Linked DNA regions of Mus musculus: region 2 is linked to region 1. A link is a contact called in public HiChIP or PLAC-seq data. All regions are on one chromosome and are shown on one strand. The core of a region is the stretch at or near the end of the contact, and the rest is flanking DNA. Distances in the headings are between cores, read along the strand shown.

Evidence for each region. HiChIP or PLAC-seq counts read pairs in DNA pulled down with a chosen protein or histone mark.
Region 2: a contact with region 1 is called in an H3K4me3 HiChIP or PLAC-seq map of intestinal villus epithelium, with 13 read pairs. The contact joins the promoter of Gsc2 here to the enhancer-like site in region 1. A contact is called at or near these places in 17 of 39 promoter capture datasets (the 3T3-L1 cell line, 3T3-L1-derived adipocytes, the C10 cell line and 12 more), 2 of 15 datasets of contacts at CTCF or cohesin (CD8 T cells and large pre-B cells), 13 of 484 Hi-C or Micro-C datasets (Sertoli cells, cerebellum, cerebral cortex and 7 more), 12 of 115 datasets of contacts at active chromatin or transcription factors (the 230-238 cell line, the SCID.adh cell line, bone marrow-derived macrophages and 8 more) and 4 of 9 other capture datasets (adipose tissue, embryonic stem cells, liver and 1 more).

What each region holds. Positions count from the first base shown.
Region 1 is chr16:17,862,778-17,867,922 of GRCm38.p6, reverse strand. All of the region lies in intron 2 of Dgcr2 (DiGeorge syndrome critical region gene 2), which reads left to right. Among named protein-coding and RNA genes, the nearest start is that of Dgcr2, 26 kb to the left of the region's middle. Within about 2 kb of position 2,427, at least 20 of the 459 cell types and tissues checked have an H3K27ac peak or open chromatin away from gene starts, as enhancers often do. A contact at or near this core is called in extraembryonic endoderm stem cells and intestinal villus epithelium, where this site is marked.
Region 2 is chr16:17,911,507-17,916,704 of GRCm38.p6, reverse strand. Gsc2 (goosecoid homebox 2) reads left to right here and starts at 1,678. Exons shown (of 3, transcript NM_029469.2): 1 at 1,678-1,951; 2 at 2,086-2,339; 3 at 2,987-3,591. The coding sequence starts at 1,702. The coding sequence ends at 3,088.

The sequences.
Region 1 (5,145 bases), core at 1,178-3,677:
TTACTAGTTACTGTTCCGGGTAATTTCAAAATCCACGCTTGCTTCTTCTGAAGAGCTCCACCTGTGGTCTCTCCACCTCTCGAGGCTCTTCACTAGCCTCTATTAACCACCCCGGCCTCATTCAGCTCCCATGGCTAGCTAACTCTTTTCCGGGAGCTGCGATCACTCTGCACTGACCATCTCTGCCCAACCACCAGTGACTGCTCCACGGCTGTGCTTGCTTCCCCCCCCCCCCCCACCTGAGTAGCCATGAATGGAAAACACCAGACAATATTTAAAATCAGCTAGTTGTCGCAACCGCTAGGCATGGAATCTATTGTCCTCATCAGCTATTCTTTTTTTTTTTAAAGATTTATTTATTATTATATGTAAGTACACTGTAGGTGTCTTCAGACACACCAGAAGAGGGAGTCAGATCTTGTTATGGATGGTTGTGAGCCACCATGTGGTTGCTGGGATTTGAACTCTAGACCTTCGGAAGAGCAGTCGGGTGCTCTTACCCACTGAGCCATCTTACCAGCTCTCCAGCTATTCTATATTAGAATTCATTCTGTGGTGGAGGCCACCACCAGATCTCATAGCTCCCAGTCTGCATGATGTCTATCTTGGCTCCACAGCCTGGCTGGAAAGCCCTTCCTCTATGTCGCCTCCTCCTTTTTCTCCTGGGACCTGGAAAACCTGTCTCTATATCTTCCCCCAGCGATTGGCTTCTGCCGTCCTCATTTACACAATCAAGTTACAGTTAAACACAGAGCTACACAAGTTCGTACTCTAAAGGCTGGGTAAGATGTTGCTTACATACCTGAGGTTGGCAGAAATTAAGTTGTCTGTAAAACTAGGTGTTGGAGATGTGATGGCTCCGGACTCTCACTGTTGTTTGGGTAAGGTGGATAATGGACCACCTGCTTTAGAAAACAAGTAATGTCTTCCATATCAGGCCATTCTCATGATCTAGGGTTCTTTTTTTTTTTTTTTTTAAGATTTATTTATTGATTATATGTAAGTACACTGTAGCTGTCTTCAGACACTCCAGAAGAGGGCATCAGATTTCATTAGGGATGGTTGTGAGCCACCATGTGGTTGCTGGGATTTGAACTCTGGACCTTCGGAAGAGCAATCGGGTGCTCTTACCCACTGAGCCATCTCACCAGCCCCGATCTAGGGTTCTTATTTGGGAGAATTTGGAGAAATTCTTTTAGCATTTCTTTTACTAATATCTTAGAAAACAACTCACATGATCACATGATAAAATGTTTTGTGCCAATGACAGAGAATGGTGTTAGGTATAAGTATCAACATATACGTCAGTAGACAAGAGTAAGTTGACAGAAAACTGCAAACAGTTGTGGGTCATTCTGTGCTTTAGCGGATGAGGTGCGCTGAAGAAAGCACAGGCGCGCTGCACGAGACTTATGGCTCAGTGGCAGATGGCTCCTCCAGAGTTACTCTTGGTCCTTCCCTGATGGGTCCTTACCTGATGGGAAATCAGGAACAGACACGGGGAGGAGCAGGTGGTGTGAGTTGAGCTCATCAGGTGAACTTTTGTTCGTTATTATATTTCACTTATGCTTATAGCTTTCATTCTTTGGGATGCTGATGTAGATATTTGAGGAGACAAAGTTATGTTGCTCAGACCGGTTTCAAAAGTCTTATGAGACTTTTAGGCTCACAACATCCTCCTGCCTTAGGTCCAAGTGTTGGAACTATAGACATGTGCCCATAATTTTTAAAGAACTGCAATAGGAGTAGAGTGCGAGCTGACTTAACCTAACAGAGCAGCTGCAGCATGGACCTCCCGAGAAGAGCAATGAGAAATGCACTTTGCCCTGCAGGGTTCCTGAAAATTAAGAGGCGACAGGCCCTGGCAGGGAAACGAGTTAGGACTGGTGAGAGTCTCAGCACCACACCCTTCTTTGTCCACACTGCACAGCTGACTCCTCCCACCAAAACGTCATAGGTGTATTTTCTAGTCCTGTGCAATCCAGTGGTAATACCAAGTCCATAGCAGACAGGTAGGAGACAGGTACCTGAAAGGACTATTTGGGATGAAGATGTGAGGGAGCAATACAGTATGCAGCAATTAACGGCTACAGTGCACACCAAGAATTGAAAGCATTGGTGGCTGAGCCTGTAAAGTGGCTTCAAGCTGAGATTCATCTGGTCCTTTTTACTTGTTGAAGAGCTGATTGCATTCTCTTTCTATTAGAATTTGGAGCCACTTGGGCACACATAGGGAAGAATTAAGAAGGAATATCTCAGACAAGATCAGAAGAGTCTTATCTAGAGATAAACAGGTGTGTCATAGGAATAGCCATAATAGAATGCTCTCAGCTAAAAAGCTGTGCCTCATTCAAGTTCCCACAGTCTGGCTTACCTAGACTATCTTCCTCTTAACCATGAAAAACAATCACTACTTCGGGACTCTATGGATGATTAACAGACTTGACACAGCATTCTAAGCCAGGAGAGTCAGAACGTGATTACCTGAGGTAACTGCAGTGTGTGAAACAGTGGTTAAATTCAGGATATCCTGTTGTATAACAGGATACATAGAGCATTCAGGGACTTAGAAAAAAGCATAGCTTGCAGTAACCCTGCAGTGGAGATAACCAGTTATTGATATCTTAATTCAAGGAGTAAAAGAAAACTTTAAAAATACATTCTGGCAGGATAGTGGTGGCACACATCTTTAATCCCAGCGTTTGGGAGGCAGAGGCAGGTAGATCTCTGAGTTTGAGGCCAGGGCAGCCAGGGTTACACAGAGAAACTCTTGTCTCAAAAACAAAAAGCTATACATATATACATATGCATATATATTCTGACTTAACAAAATGGCAGTCTAGGAAATTCTAAGTCCTCACTCTGCCACAGAAACATTCCAAAGCAACGACAGGCTGGACAAAGAGACTGTCTACCTCTGAGAAAGACTTGGAAATGTACATCTCCCAAGATTAGGACGAGACTGTGCTGAGCTGCTGTGATGGTTACGTACCCAGGCTCTGCTCCTGGGAAGCTGAAGCAGGATTGTCAGTTCAGAGCTTTCCTGGACTACATAGCAAGACCTTGTCTCAAAAACAAACAAGCAGAAAGGACTAGAAGCACAACTGAGTTGGTAGACTTTGTTTGATCCCAGCATTGTATGAACTAGGTATGGTTATACATGCTTGGAGTCCCAACACTGGGAAGATAGACATAAGAGGATCAAAGGTTAAGGCTAGCCTTGGCTACATAGTTTAGACCAATCTGACCTGACTCTTAAGTTTTTCACTGGGATACATTTGTGTATACATGTTGAAACAAGGTCTCTATGTAGGGAGGGGGCAGATGGGCTATGTACACTAGGCTAACCCTGGACTCACAGAGATCCACCTGCCTCTGCCTCCTGAGTGCTGGAACTAAAGGTGTGCACAAGTGTGCCTAGCTCAATATTGTTTTTACTTATGTTTACTCCACATGGTTCCTAGTGTCCACCTCCAGCCTTGTGTGAAGTGTCCCTAGCTGGATAGGGCTCCCTGAGAAATTGCTGCCAGTTTCTCCTGATGATGTAAACTGGCAGATGGGAAGGTGCGATGCAGAGTTGAGTGCAGATATTTTGAAAATGAAAGGGCCTGCACACCTGCAGGGGTCTGGGGCCAAGCAGTAGTGGTGCACACCTTTAATCCCAGCACTCGGGAGGCAGAGGCAGGCGGATTTCTGAGTTCGAGGCCAGCCTGGTCTACAAAGTGAGTTCCAGGACAGCCAGGGATACACAGAGAAACCCTGTTTCGGAAAAAAAAAAAAAAAACAACAACAACAACAACAAATGTTATGGTTGGGATTACCACAACATGAGGAACTATGTTAAAGGGTCACATTAGGAAGTAGAGACCTGTTGCCTGAGGGAGTCTTTCAGAAGGGAGATTAATACATTTAAAAGTACTGTGTGTGAAGGGCTGGAGAGATGGCTCAGCAGTTAAGACTGCTCTTCCAGAGGTTCTGAGTTCAATTCCCAGCAACCACATTGTGGCTCACAACCATCTGTAATGGGATCCGATGCCCTCTTCTGGTGTGTCTGAAGAGAGCAACAGTGTACTCACATACATACATACATACATACATACATACATACATACATACATACAGTAGTGCATGTGGAAATCAGGAAAAGCTTACACATCAGCACTGGCAAGACGAACAAAGAGATCTGAGAAGATCTTTAAAAAAGTCATCTCACATTGATTCAAACTCCCACCAAGCCCTGCTTAGTAGTTATCTTCTGTAGCACAGGGCAAGTCTTCAAAGACTGGGAGAAATGGGTGCTTTTACACAGACAAAAGAACGTGACCCATCTCTGTAGAAAAACAGACAATTTTCTTTTTTAAGGCAATGTTCATTTTATTTATTTTAATTAAGTAAGTATGTAAGTAAGTTGTTAATTGTTTTTTTAGCACAGGGCTTCTCTGTGTAGCTGTGACTGTTCTGGAACTCACTCTGTAGACTAGGCTGACTTCAAATTTACAGAGATTCCTCTGCCTCCGCCTCCGCCTCCGCCTCCGCCTCCTCTGCCTCCTCTGCCTCCTGAATGCTGGATCAAAGGCATTGCCTGGCGGCAATGTTTATTTTTATTCTTTGGCAATTTCATGCATGAATATAATAAATTTCAGTCCTTACCCCTTCCTCTCTTCCCAGGAAGTCCCCTTTTTATTCTCATGTCATTTTTATATAAGAAATACAGACTTTAAAATAATATCTTAAATGTGTGTTGAAGGAATTAAAGGAGAATATGGGCAAAGACTTAAAACAAACGAGGAAGCAGGGGTTGAGGCTATTGCTCAGTGGCAGAGTGCTTGCCTAGCGTGGGTTTCTGCCTCCTGCGAAGCTGACAAAACTGAGAAATCCCAGACCCAGTTGGCTGCTCAACACCTGTAATCTCAGTATTCAGGAGGAGACAGCCCCATATTACAGAGTGAGACTATCTCAAGCAATAGAAACATTTTCCCCAAGGAAGATGGCAGGTGACACTCAGGCACAGTCCTTAAAGAGTCATAGGCCCTCTGTAAACACTCGAAAACAGGGCAGTTAGATGGAGAAGCCTAGAGAAACACTCTCTCCTTGCTGGGTTTCAGCCACCCTACAGAGCAGAAGAGTTCTGTTGTGATGGTTTGG
Region 2 (5,198 bases), core at 429-2,928, 50 kb before region 1:
CATTCTGAGCAGACAAGAGTAACGGGCCACTTCACACCCCTGAGCATTGAGGTGGGTTTAGGCACAGATGTTCTACACGAATGTCTGCTAGACAAGTCTTCTGCATCCAAAGGAATCCATAGGAGGTCTGGGGCTGTGGCAGCCATTCTGTAACCATGAGGCAGGCTGAAAGGTCACACAGTTAATAGTGCTACTCATAAGCCTTTCAGATGAACACACTCTGGGACTTTTATGATGGATGAGACAGTAATGTCCATCACTTGAAGCCCATAGAGTCCTCACTGGTACTAGAGTGTAGTCAGCAGAAGAACTTATAAGAGGACTTGGTAAAGTGGGAGATGGGTGACTGGGTATGCTGCCTACTCTGGCTGCTAATATTCCTGGGACATCAACCCCATGTCCAGTTGTGCTCTGGATATCTCACACCCAGTAACTGCTTAAACCCTAAGAACAAATCATTTTTTCCTTTGAGACAGGGTCTTGCCCTGTAGCTCTGACTAGCCAGGAACTCACAAAGATCTGTCTGCTTCTGCCTCTCAAATGCTAGGATTAAAGGTATCATCATGCCTTAAAAAAAAAAAAAAAAAATACAGATCTCACCAGACTGGCCTTTCCCTCACAGTAATCCTCCTGTCTCGGCCTCTGGAGCCCCTGGAATCCTGCGACTATAGATTTGGCTCACCATTCTCAACGCTTGTCCCCTTAGGAAGAACCCTTGATAGTTGATCAGTATTATGACATTAAACAAGCCACAATGCTTAGTAACAGTGAGGCAGTCCGCTGCTCTGTCCTGAAAGACACACGCCATATTTTCAGAGATCACAAAACAAAGTGTCTTAAGCAAAGGCCTAGAGGTTCAAAGCTTCATAATTGAGAATGACGAAAATCGGGCCAAGTATTTGTTCTCAGTTGGAAAGAACAGTGGGCAGAAGTTATATTGTAGACAAAGCGGAACTGGCCTGGGCAAAGGGTAGGGCAGGGGCACATGAAACAGCTCTTAGAAAATGTGGTGTGAGGGAGATGTTGATGTACACAGGAGCCGGGCAAGGGCGTCAGGGACCTTCTAAGACAGGAGATAACAAGAAAAATATCTTCTAGTCTCTAGAAAGAAGGCACAGAATTGGCAGCTCGCGCCTTTGCTCCCAGCACTCAGGAGACAAGAAGCAGGCGAATCTTTATGAGTTGGATGTCAGTCTCAGCTTCCCATCCTGTAGGTATTCTTCTATAGGAGATTCAGACCAGGGCTTCAAAGTGAGCAAGAGCTGTCAAGTAGGGTCATCCTGCTGACAGGGTGCTGAGCTCACTGGAAATCTTCATTCCAGGAATCTCCAGTTTCATGGAGGGAATGAGGGAAGCCAGGGGCAGAGAGGTGGCGGGGACCCTGTGAGTTAGAGGCTTCCAAGGTCCTGGCATTCCTCCTGGCAGGCGACCTTAAGCCTGCCTTAAAAGATATAAAGGATGGGCTCCTGATCCCTTCCTTTCCCTCCAGCTCTAGACGTGGCAGAGTGCAGGACTCCCTGCTCCCAGCGCAGTCCCCGGTACCCAGACGAAGGGGCTTGCCCTCCTCCATGGCCGGGGATTAGCTCTCTGAGGACTGGCGACGGGATTAGCACGCGCGAACGCGGCGCCCGGTCTGGGGATTACCGCACCTCCCACCTCCCTATGTATATATTCCGCCTCTTGCGCCGCCCGCCCGCGGGCATGGCGACTGCAGGCAGCGCGGCCAGCCGCAGGGACCCCGGGCGACCCTGCCCTTTCTCCATCGAGCACATCCTCTCCAGCCTGCCGGAGCGCAGGCCCGCGACGCGGCCACCGCAGCCCGTCGGTGGTCGGAACCCCGCCGAGCTAGACGAACCCGAGGCGCCCGTCCCCGCTGCTCCTTGCGCCTGCTGCTGCTGCTGCAACCCGCGCGCTGCGACCCGCGGAACCCCGGAGACATCGTCCGGGCCGGGTGAGTGCGCGCGGAGGGGCAAGACTAGGCGGGGATCTCGCGGGGCGGCCTGCGGGGCGAGCCTGGCTCCCCCTAACCCTAATTGGAACCGTAACCCTACACCTGACCCCACCCCGCCCCTTACCGCCCCGCAGGCTTGCGGCTGGCGTGGCCGCTGAGGTTGGCGCCCGCCACGCCCTCTCCCTTGACGGCGCCTAGAGCAGGCTCCCCGGCGCTGACTGGCACGAGCGGCCCCGGCCCGCAGAGGCGCACGCGGCGCCACCGTACCATCTTCAGCGAGGAGCAGCTGCAGGCGCTCGAGGCACTCTTCGTACAGAACCAGTATCCCGACGTAGGCACACGCGAACGCTTGGCGGTCCGCATCCGCCTGCGAGAGGAGCGCGTGGAGGTGGGTGTTCAGCCCGCAGCCTGGAGGCCAACTCCGGCGCCACTCTTATTTTTCAAAGACCGACCTTCCAGAAGGGGCTTCAACTCGTAGCCGGCTACACTGAAGGGAGACCCCCTATGATCACTCGATGAGGGCGCGGGGCCGGTTCTTCCAGCACGTTATTTGGGTGTCCCTGGAACTGGAAGAGGTCAAGAGTCGTTTTCTTTGACTTTGTCCGGCTCCCCAGTTTCCCCTGATGATGAAATGCACGTTTGTTCCTGCCCCAGATGTGAGAAAGTTAAGAAATGTTCAAATCTAGTCAGGCATAGTGGCATGTATCTGTAATCCCAACCCCTGGGGGATGGAGGCTGGATCATGAGTTCATCAAAGTCAGTCTCCTCACACAGTAAGAAGCCGCCTAGCCACCTAGGTTACAAGGAGGAGAGGTGGGGTGGGAAGAAGGGGAGAGAGGAGAGAGAGAGAGAGAGAGAGAGAGAGAGAGAGAGAGCGCGCCTGAGCCTGGGCTCAGGCTGGGAAAGTGTGTGAGGGAAGGAGGTTGCAGATCCATTCACCTACACCTCCATTGAAGCCTACCACCTAGCCCTTCCAAAGTTCTTTGGATGATGGATCCTTGGGGCCTGAGCTGTCCTGGTCTCCCTCCTCCTCAGGTCTGGTTCAAGAACCGCCGGGCAAAGTGGCGACACCAAAAGCGTGCTTCCTCATCGAGGCTCCTGCCTGGGACTAAGAAAACTCCCAAGGAGAGTTGTTGATGCTGTCCGGAGTTTATCTGGCTTTATGAAGTAGAGCACAAGGAAGGAGGAGGGGGACAGACCTACCTGAACAGGAACTAACGCTGCCAGCACTGGCAGCCAGGGGATCCAAAGCCGCCTTCTCACCCATGAAGGGAGGGCATGTGGGGCAGGAACCAGAGACCTCCTGCAGGTCAAGTGCAGACACAGAGCAGGTCAACTTCCTCAGCCACCCTCAGCACCTAGAGAAGCCCTAGCTCCATGCAGGACGAAGAGCCTAACTCCCCACCTCATGCCTGTCACCAAGACTGGCCTCTTCTCTGTCCTTCCACCTTCTTATGCAAGGCAGTGGTGTCTGCTCAGCCCTGGGCGTACTCTGTCCTCACAGGCCCTGCACTTTAGGGCCCTGGTGTCATGACCTGTGGAAGAAGAAGGTTGTAGTTGGTAGTTTCCAGATTCCTGCATCTGCTCCTTCACCTCAGCCTTGAGCTGATGCCAAGAAATAAACGAGATCTTCAAAGACCACAGAACAGTCCAGGATTTCAAGTCCCTGTGTCTCAGGCTTTGTTTCCACACCAACTGAGGGACTGGCTCCATTGTCCCTTTCCAGAGAGTTTGGGGGTGGGGTGTGGATCAACATGTGTTGCAGAGCACAGCTCAACAAGTACCCAGTCCCAGTACCATGTCTCCCTCGTCAGAATTAAAGCCGGTAGATGGTGGCAAGGCCTCCTGGGGATCTGGGCCTCTAGGCACTACCAACCAGCTTCACAGATGGGGGGAATCTTTGGCTGTGTGTGTGGATGTATGTGTGTGAGTGCATAGCTGTGTGTGTTGCCTGTATATATACATGTACATCACATGTTTGCCTGGTGCCCATGGAGATCAGAAGAGGATATTTGAATCCCTGAAAGTAGAGTTATGGATAGTTGTGTGTCACTGTGTGGGTGCTGGGAACTGAACCTAGATCCTCGAGAAGAGCAACAAATGCTTGTAACGGATGAGCCATCTCTTCTGCCCCCTCCATACTCTTCTTGGTGTATCTTTTCCATCCTTAGGCTACAGTTCCCACCTCTATGTCTCCAGTCCAGGCCTGTCCCCTGAGGTATTTGTCAGTCTGTACCTCTGACAACACCTGGAAGCCCACAGGCTTGCGGCAGGCACCATATATACAACAGGCCATTTTCCCATTCACTGTCCTGCTAAAGGCACGTTAAATCATAGAGTTCTTGATCATTAATTGCTATTATTACCGGATCATACCCAGTCCAGCCGATTTCACCTTTAAACATATCAATAACCCCCCAGAAACTAGCTCGTGTGCAGCTTCAGGCGCACCAACCTCATGAAAGCTGCATTCCCTTGCATGGTAACCATTGCAGCTTTCTCTGGTTTTCACCTGAGCTCACTTAAAATAATGTTTCTTGACAGGACTCCAAAGATACTGTGCAGCCTGGCTCTCCCCCTCTGGTGTCATCTCCTTCTTTAGCGCACTGTGTGACTAAAGGTCTGTTTTGGCATTTGCCTTGCTCCACCCCGCTGCTGGGCCTTCCCATTGCCTGATGCCCATCCATTCATCTTTTCCATCTACAACCATGTTCTGCCTGGGGAAATGCCACTTGACATGTCCTGTGTAGCAGTTGAGATTCTCTGAGTGCAGACTTATTGCAGGTCACAGTTGTAACTTTACACACTGGCAGCATGATTTAACATTTTTCTACTGTATGGTCAACTCTATGGATGCAGGGACATGGTCATAAAGTCCCCAGTGACTCACAATGAAGGACAAGATCATTGGAAAAGCAAAATTGTAATGAATCATTCTGGGCTAGAGCTTCTCCCACCTAATTCATGATCTCCCTTAGGAAGAAAGTTCCACTAATGCTTTCAGTGAGAAGCCCATCCTGGCAGACAGGGAACTAATAAATCCAACCAGAGATTTAAGACCCTTTTGTTCTTTCTTTTCATTTAAATTTTGTTAGATAAGTATACGGGAAGAATTGTCTTAGTGTTCTTTTTCTGAGTTTGGAAGTCATAACCAAATTTTTTGAAGTATTTAAAAATGTCTTTGAAGCATCTGCATTTTTTTTTTTTTTTAAAGAATTGGAACTTTTAACAGAGGGACTGTGGCGTC